Regions from separate parts of the Bos taurus genome. Here region 1 is linked to region 2. The links are chromatin contacts, called in public Hi-C maps. All regions are on one chromosome and are shown on one strand. Each heading gives the region's core, a stretch centred on a gene start, on an enhancer-like site or on the middle of the called end of the contact. The rest is flanking DNA. Distances are from core to core; before and after follow the strand shown. Region 1 overlaps CAPZB (capping actin protein of muscle Z-line subunit beta). Region 2 holds the start of CAPZB (capping actin protein of muscle Z-line subunit beta).

Region 1 (3,721 bases), core at 982-3,481, 41 kb before region 2:
AACTGTACCCTTCTACACAACGAGCATGTCTCTTATCAAAGGATTTTTTTTTAAACCCGTCCATTATTATACACACATGTATATTCCGGCCACTTCATGTGGGATCTTCCTCGTATGCCCCACGCTGGGAGGAGAGTCTAACTCACTGGACCACCAGGGAAGGCGCTCCAACCCTGATTTTAAAACAAACACGATATTGTGTAGCAGAACCACACTATCTCCGCACCATTCAGGGCCCAGCTGTGAGAGAGAGGTTACCCAGGGCAACTTCTGGAGGCCTTTAAAAACTTCATGAGCCGGAAAATTCAAGTCATCGTTTTCATGTGAATGGGATGCCCCCAGCGCGCCCAGCTCTTCACAAACGCGGACACTGAAGCGCAGCGGGGCCGGGTTACCTGGCGAAGACTACGCCGTGGACACGCGGCGGCTGCGGCGTCAGGGTGCACCAGACCTTCCCTGGGGAGGGAGACCCCAAACCCACAGGGCCGCACGGGCCTTGCCCTCTGTGAGGCCACAGCGAAAGCAGTGACGAGTCAGAGGCCGTCTCCCCAGGAAAGGACGTGCAGACCACAGTGAGTAAGGTACCTGGTGGCTTCACAGATTCCCTCCCAACCCCCGCCCTCCAACATCCCAGGCTTAAACCCTCTGTTCAGACTTTAAAGAACCTCTGCTGAAAGCCAAGGACAAATTTTAAAAGGACTATTTACAGAAAACACAACGTGCCTAAACCTGGTCCAGATGATAACATTTCGTGGACACAGACGATGTCCTGGCTCCTAAGGGCACTGCCAGCCTTTGTGGGTCCTGGCTCGGCTCTTCATTCACTTCCCTGACACTTCCGGCCCTGCGTCACACCCTGTGGTAAAGAGCCACCTCCTGGAAATGCTGGGATCGAAGCCAGTCATTTCAAGGAGCAGGTGAAATTCAGAGAACTCTGGAAAGCAATTTTGCAAGAGCAGTTTCAAAATGGGAGAAAAAGTTTTTGTTTGGGTACAAAACCCTTGCTCCAGAATGTGGCAGAGGTCTTAGACAAAGCTTTTCACAGACATTTGATTTAGCATTATTTATATTAGCAAAAAAGTAAAAAGCACCCTGTGTAAGTAAATTATGGTACAACCATTAAGACTAGAACCACTGAAAATCATTAACAGGAAGTTTTGCAAAGATGTTTTACGTTAAGTGGGGAAAGACTTCTGTGATAAAAGCAGGGCGCAAAGTTTAAAACGTGAAAGCTGTATTTTAAAATGTGCTTAGAGAAAGCTGCAAAACGCAAAGGAGTAAAAGGTGGTTTTCTCCATGAGAGGGGAATTCTGAGTGGCCGTTATTTTTTCATCCTCTTTATGCTTTTTTGGTGTCTGCATTTTCCACACGTGCAGCATGCGCCGTTTTCCCTTTACCTTTTTCTTCTGACTGCAAATATTAATACTGGCTTGCTGTAAAAAGACTCAAGCATTATAGAGAATGAAAACTCCTCCTACAGGGACTGCCCTTGTGGTCCAGTGGTTAAGACTCTGCCTTGCAATAAAGGGATGAGGGTTCGAACCCTGGTGGGGGAACTAAGATCCCACAGGCTCTGGAGCAACTTAAAGCCAATGCTCTGCAGCAACTGAGCCAGCATGCCTCAATTACAGAACACGTGCTCCCAAAGAGAGATCCCCGGGGGCGCAAGGAAGAGCCACGTGCCTCAGCTGAGCCCCAACGCAGCCCAATACTTAAATAAATAAAGGCTAAAAAGAGAAAAGGGCTCCTCCCATAATCCCACCACCCAGAGGCAACTACTCCCCAAAGGTCATTACCAATGATGACTTGGCGTCCCTTCTTCCAGATGTTCCCCAACAGGCATTACCTTCATAATCATATAACTCCTTTTAAAGGAATAATCCGTATGAGGCCACATGTATGAAAGGTCCAGAAAGGTCTGTGGTGGCAGGGGTGGGACACGGGAGCAGCCGCACATGGTACGCAGGAACTTTCTGGGCTGATAGAAACACTGTCCACCCCCTGGACTGCAAGATGGTGCCATGACTCTGTACTAAAAAAATTTGGAAAACTGAATGATTCGCTTAAAACCAGGGCATTTTATGATATGGAAGTCACACCTCTATGAAGCAGCTGGAAAAGAAAACACACACACGCCAGAGCCAGCAGGTCTGCAGGCCCCAGGGCTGCCCCGCCTCCGCCCGGCTCCATGCCCGGCTCCTCTCGGGAGCACATGGCAAGACCATGCAGCAGGAACACAGGAAGCTGGCGGCCTCTCAGGATCACTGGACAAGCAGCCTGCCCGGGGAGGCTGAGCAGGTAACAGGGCGTGCGTGTTGTGTGAGGCCCAGTGTACAAGGAAGCAGGAGAGCACTCTGTGTGTGTGTGTGTGTGTGTGTGCGTGTGTGTGCGGGCGTGTTGTGTGAGGCCCAGTGTACAAGGAAGCAGGAGAGCACTGTGTGTGTGTGTGTGTGTGTGTGTGTGTGTGTGTGTCAGGCCCAGTGTACACCGGATGCAGGAGAACACTGGGGGGGGGGGGTGTGTGTGTGTGTGTGTGCGTGTGTGTGTCAGGCCCAGTACACAGGATGCACGAGAGCACTGGCTGTCTGTGTGTGTATCTCTGTGTGTGTGTATGTGCGTGTGTGTGTGTCTCAGGCCCAGTGTACACAGGATGCAGGAGAGCACTGGCCCCTGAAAGGCGGCTCATGGGGCTCGGGTGGAGCTGCCAGCTGGCCTCAGACAAGCGGCCGAGGAGACAGAGGCCTGGCCCGACCACCCACGTGCCCCACGGGGCTCAGGAGGCTGCAGAGCAGGACAGCTGGGAACACTGCTCTCATTCAGCAGAGGCCACGAGCTGCCCCGACAAGGTGCCACCCCCTGGGCGTCCTTGGAGCTAAGAAGAGACGGGCCAACATTACAAAGAGGAACGTGACAGCAAGCCATCGGAAGAGGGGAGTGGAGACCAGGCGCACGCAAAAGGCACAAGGACCACAGACTGGAGAAGGGCAAGCGGGCTGCCTGAGGGCGCAGGAGAGGCCCTTTCACAGAGACAGCAACTGGCAACTATATATCCAAAGCTTCTGCAGTGCTCCTACCCTTCTAGGATCTAACCTAAGAAATCACTCACATTTATGCACAAATACGCCCACCATTTTGCTGCCAAAAAAGAGAAATAACTTCCCAACAACAGGAAAATGATCAAATAGTATGTATTATTGCCATGTCTGTGAAGAGCATCCTTAAGTGAAAGTGAAAGCTGCTCAGTCACGTCTGACTCTTTGTGACCCCGTGGATTCTACAGTCCATGGAGTTCTCCGGACCAGAATACTGGAGTAGGTAGCCTTTCCCTTCTCCAGAGGATCTTCCCAACCCAGGAACTGTACTGGGGTCTCCTGCATTACAGGCAGAGTCTTTACCAACTATCACGGAAGCCCAGGGCATTCTTAAAAACATGGGGCAATTATCTTATGTTAAATTAGCAAAGTCGGATATAAAAATTTAACCTCAACTAAGAAGTGAGTGAAAGTTGCTCAGTCGTGTCCAACTCTTTGTGACCCCATGGACTATACAGTCCTTTCCCTTCTCCAGGGGATCTTCCCAACCCAGGGATCAAACCCAGATCTCCCGCATTGCAGGCAGATTCTTTACCAGCTGAGCCACAAGGGAAGCTTTTCAACTAAGAAAAAGTTCTTAGTTTCTTTTTCAACTAAGAAAAAGATGTCCAAATCCTGGAGAGAAACAG
Region 2 (3,554 bases), core at 254-2,753:
AGCAAGGAAGAAACTGAACAATAAGCAGTCAGAAATTACTTACAAGCCTAGGGGGATACTAAGAACAAGTTATTAAGACCATGAGAATGAAATCCAAATGGCTAAGTTCAAGACACGCCCCAAAAGGAAACACTCCGAGCTATTTCCTTCAGTGCCAGGTACTGTTCTAGGCCCCAGGGATATAGACAGGCAAAACAAAAAACAAAACTCCCTGCCCTGAGAGAGTTCACGTCAAGTAAGCCTGCATCACATCATCACTGTTTCACTATGAAACGATATCCCTGTGCAAACGACCAGGACCGCGTCAGTAGCCAGTCAGTGCTGCTCCCCCCTCCCCATATCTGAATGACCATCCTCACTGTTTTCTAAACAGTGTCCTTCACATCCTCAACACACAAGCAGCCTGGGACAATGGGAAGGATGCAGTCAGAGCCCTCTGTCAACTAAACAGCATCTTTACTTAAGTTATCCCACTGTCTGAACCCCAGCTTCTTCCCGTGTAAAATGGGGACAGTAACTGCCTCACAAGGCCCTGGGTGGGTTAAGGGCCTGGCACCTAGTAGCCCCACCCACCCTTCCAGAAAAGGCCTTTTCCCGCCACTCCTCCCATGATCCTTTCAGATTATCTAAGTAAGACCCAAATACAGGATGCTCAGGAGCCTCAAGTATCATCCGGTCCCTTCTGGGTCATTACAGGCATCCTTCCATCACCTCTGGGGCTCAGGCCAAGGCAAGATGCTCCCCACTGCACCCGACCCCCAAACAGCCAGAGATGCTGCCGTGAGCAGGTCCACTGGCCACGCCAACCCTCCTCCCCGCCTCTGCCCTAACAGCAAATGTACAAAACCTCCCTCTGAGTCCTCACCCAGAACTGTCCTGGAGAAGTCCTTCCCCACCCAGGCCTGGGGTTGGGCCACCTCCCCTGCAGTCAGTTCTCCACCGATGCTATCAGAGAAGGCCAATCACAAGGACCACGTTTTTCATCATCACCATACAGGAAGGCGTTAAGAAAAAACCGAGCTGCTCTGAATTAGTCACCCTAGTTCAGCAGCAACATCTCTTCCTTAAACAAGGAACCGAGAGCTCAAAACCCTTTGGGGCCCAAAGTCCACATGCAAACATCTGCCTGCCCCCAGCCTGAACGTTCAGTCCACTCGCCCAAGGCTCCTTGGCCACTTGAGGCAGAAGCCCTCTGGCCCTTCCAATCTGGGTGCTGGGCCTGCCCGGCAAGAAGGTTCCAAAAGTGGAGGGCTGGCCGATGGGGGGCCTAGGTGAAACCTCGGCAGCGCCGAGCAGCTGCCTTCATTACCAAAACAAACAGCAGAGAGGAGCCAGCGGCGGCTCACCTGGTCCGAGGCACCTCCATAATCTGCAGTTCCAACCTTCACGAGTTGACAGTTGAGGGGGAAAGGGAGGCTGCGTCTGCAGGGGTGCATCGTGTCCGGGCCGTCTGCTGGCCTCGGAGCCCGGGGGGGCCCCCAAAGGCGGCGGCCTCACAAGAGCGATTGTGCGCTCATCCCCGGCCCCGCGGCTCCCCCGCCCTCACCCCTCGGCTCGCGCGCACACCCCAGGCGCCCTGCGGACCCCGACAGAGCGCTCCGCTAGTCCCGCGCCCCCCGGCGCCCAGGCGGCGGTCGCGGGGGAGGGCCCGCGGGGCGCCGCGCTGCCTTCCGGACACACTGATGCCCGCCCTGCCCTCGCCCGCTCGCTGCCCGGAGCACCGCGCAACCCCGGGATCGCGTCCCCAACAGGGCCGGGGGGCGCCCTTCGTTTCCCACTGGCGGCAAGGAGGGCGCGCCCCGGGAGGACGTGAGAGGACCACCTGGGTCGGGGGCCCCCGGGCGGGGGAGAGGGGCCCAAGCCCAGGACAGAGTGGGGCCGACGCAGGCCGGGCGGTGAGAAGTCCGGGGAAGGGGGACGGCGGGCGCGGAGGGGGTGACGTCCGGGCGAGGGCCCGGAGCGCAGGAGTGCGGTCCAGACTTGAGACCGCGGAGGGAGGAGACGAGCCAGGCTGAGGCCGCGGAACGGAGGGGAGCAAATGTGGGCTAGAGCCATGGAGAAGGGGCGAACGGGGGTCCGGACTGAGGCCATGGAGAAGGGGGAAAGACGGGGACAGAGGCCATGGAAAAGGGGGGACGGGGGACAGAGGCCATTGAGAAGGAGGCAGAGGCCACGGAGAAGGGGAGAATTGGGGGTCCGGACAGTGGCCACGGAGAAGGGAGGACGGAGGACTGAGGCCATGGAGAAGGGGGCACGGGGACAGAGGCCTAGCCTGGGCTGGAAGAGGAAGAAGCGACAGCCCAGCCTGGGCCGGAGGGACAGGGTATGGGGGCCTAGGCCGGGCCGGTCCGGGGGGAAGAGGGACCACGCCTGGGTCTCCGAAGGGGGTGCCCGGCCGGGACCACGGGTCCAGAAGGGTCTGGCACGGGCTACGGGAGAGGGCAGCCTGGACTCGGACGTGGAGTCCAGCTGGAAGCAGCGGCGGGCGCCGGGGTCGCCCCCAGCCGGGCCCCCTCCCGAGAGCCGGAGGGGGTCCCCCCGGGCTCCGGGCGCGCCCCTCCCCCACCCGGGGAGCCCACCCTCAGCGGGCCGGGCCGGGCGGCGGGAGGGGTCCGAGCCCCGGCGGGGCCCCGGGCCGGGGCGGGGGCCATCAGGCCTTTACCATGGCGGCGGCGGCGGCGGCGGCGCTCCCGGTCCCGGCGTCTGTGGCTCTCCCCCCGCAGCAGGGCCCGGCGCTTCCACTTCCCCGGGTGCCCGAGAGTGAACATCCGGGTCAGCGCCCCCTCCCCCCGCGCCGAGCCGCCGCCGCCGCCGCCTTCCTTCCTTCCCCGCCTCTGCCCGGCCTGGGCCCGCCCCCCACGCAGCCGGCTGTCGGCCAATGAGCGCGCAAGGCCTCGGCGATCGCCAAGTATGGAGCGCGGCGAGGGGGGGCGGGGCCCCAAACCCGGAAGCGAGGGGCGGGGCTGCGAGGGGCGGGGTCTGTTGAGGGGCGGGTCCTGCGGGCGGGGATGCGGAAGGCGCTGGGACCCGGAGCGGTCAGCCGCCACCCCCACTCCCCTGCACGCGCTCGCCCCTGCGGCGCGCCGGGAACTGGTGCGGCCCGCCGGGAGACACGGCGGGGCGAGCGATCCCGGAGTGCAACCCCCGCGCTGCCGATTTTTGCTGCTTGTGGGACTTGCAGCCAGTCGCTGCGAAAAATGGGCCTCGGGCCACGTTCCTCTATGAGCAGCCAGCACACACCGAGCGTGGGGTGCGGCCCCGAAGATCGCAGGGATGAAAGGGACATAACGATCTTTCCCCTGCTCCGAGGATGCTGTCAGCACCACCCAGGCAGAAATGAGAAAATCCGGAACGAGAAACGTCACATGTTAAGAGGAGCGCCCGCCCATTTGCCCAGGGGGGCTGCTTCATTCCGCGCAGGGACTCAAATGTTCTTTTCTCTTCGCTCACCAAGTATTTACGCTTGATCTAGAAGTCAGGAGGCCTGGGACGCTAGCCCCGCTAGTAATAACTGTCTTCCCTAGCTTGCCCTCTCTCTCTCTCTTTTGTCAGAT

The links. Hi-C and Micro-C count contacts between places; a contact is called where the count stands out from the background.
Region 1: a contact with region 2 is called in a Hi-C map of skeletal muscle, with 2.1 times the contacts expected there. The contact joins the enhancer-like site here to the promoter of CAPZB in region 2. A contact is called at or near these places in 2 of 11 Hi-C or Micro-C datasets (liver and skeletal muscle).

The regions. Positions count from the first base shown.
Region 1 is chr2:133,241,596-133,245,316 of ARS-UCD2.0, reverse strand. The region is part of intron 1 of CAPZB (capping actin protein of muscle Z-line subunit beta); the gene reads right to left. Among named protein-coding and RNA genes, the nearest start is that of CAPZB, 41 kb to the right of the region's middle. Within about 2 kb of position 2,231, at least 33 of the 102 cell types and tissues checked have an H3K27ac peak or open chromatin away from gene starts, as enhancers often do. A contact at or near this core is called in liver and skeletal muscle, where this site is marked.
Region 2 is chr2:133,200,353-133,203,906 of ARS-UCD2.0, reverse strand. It overlaps CAPZB (capping actin protein of muscle Z-line subunit beta), which reads right to left and starts at 1,503. Exons shown (of 9, transcript NM_176648.4): 1 at 1,347-1,503. The coding sequence starts at 1,436.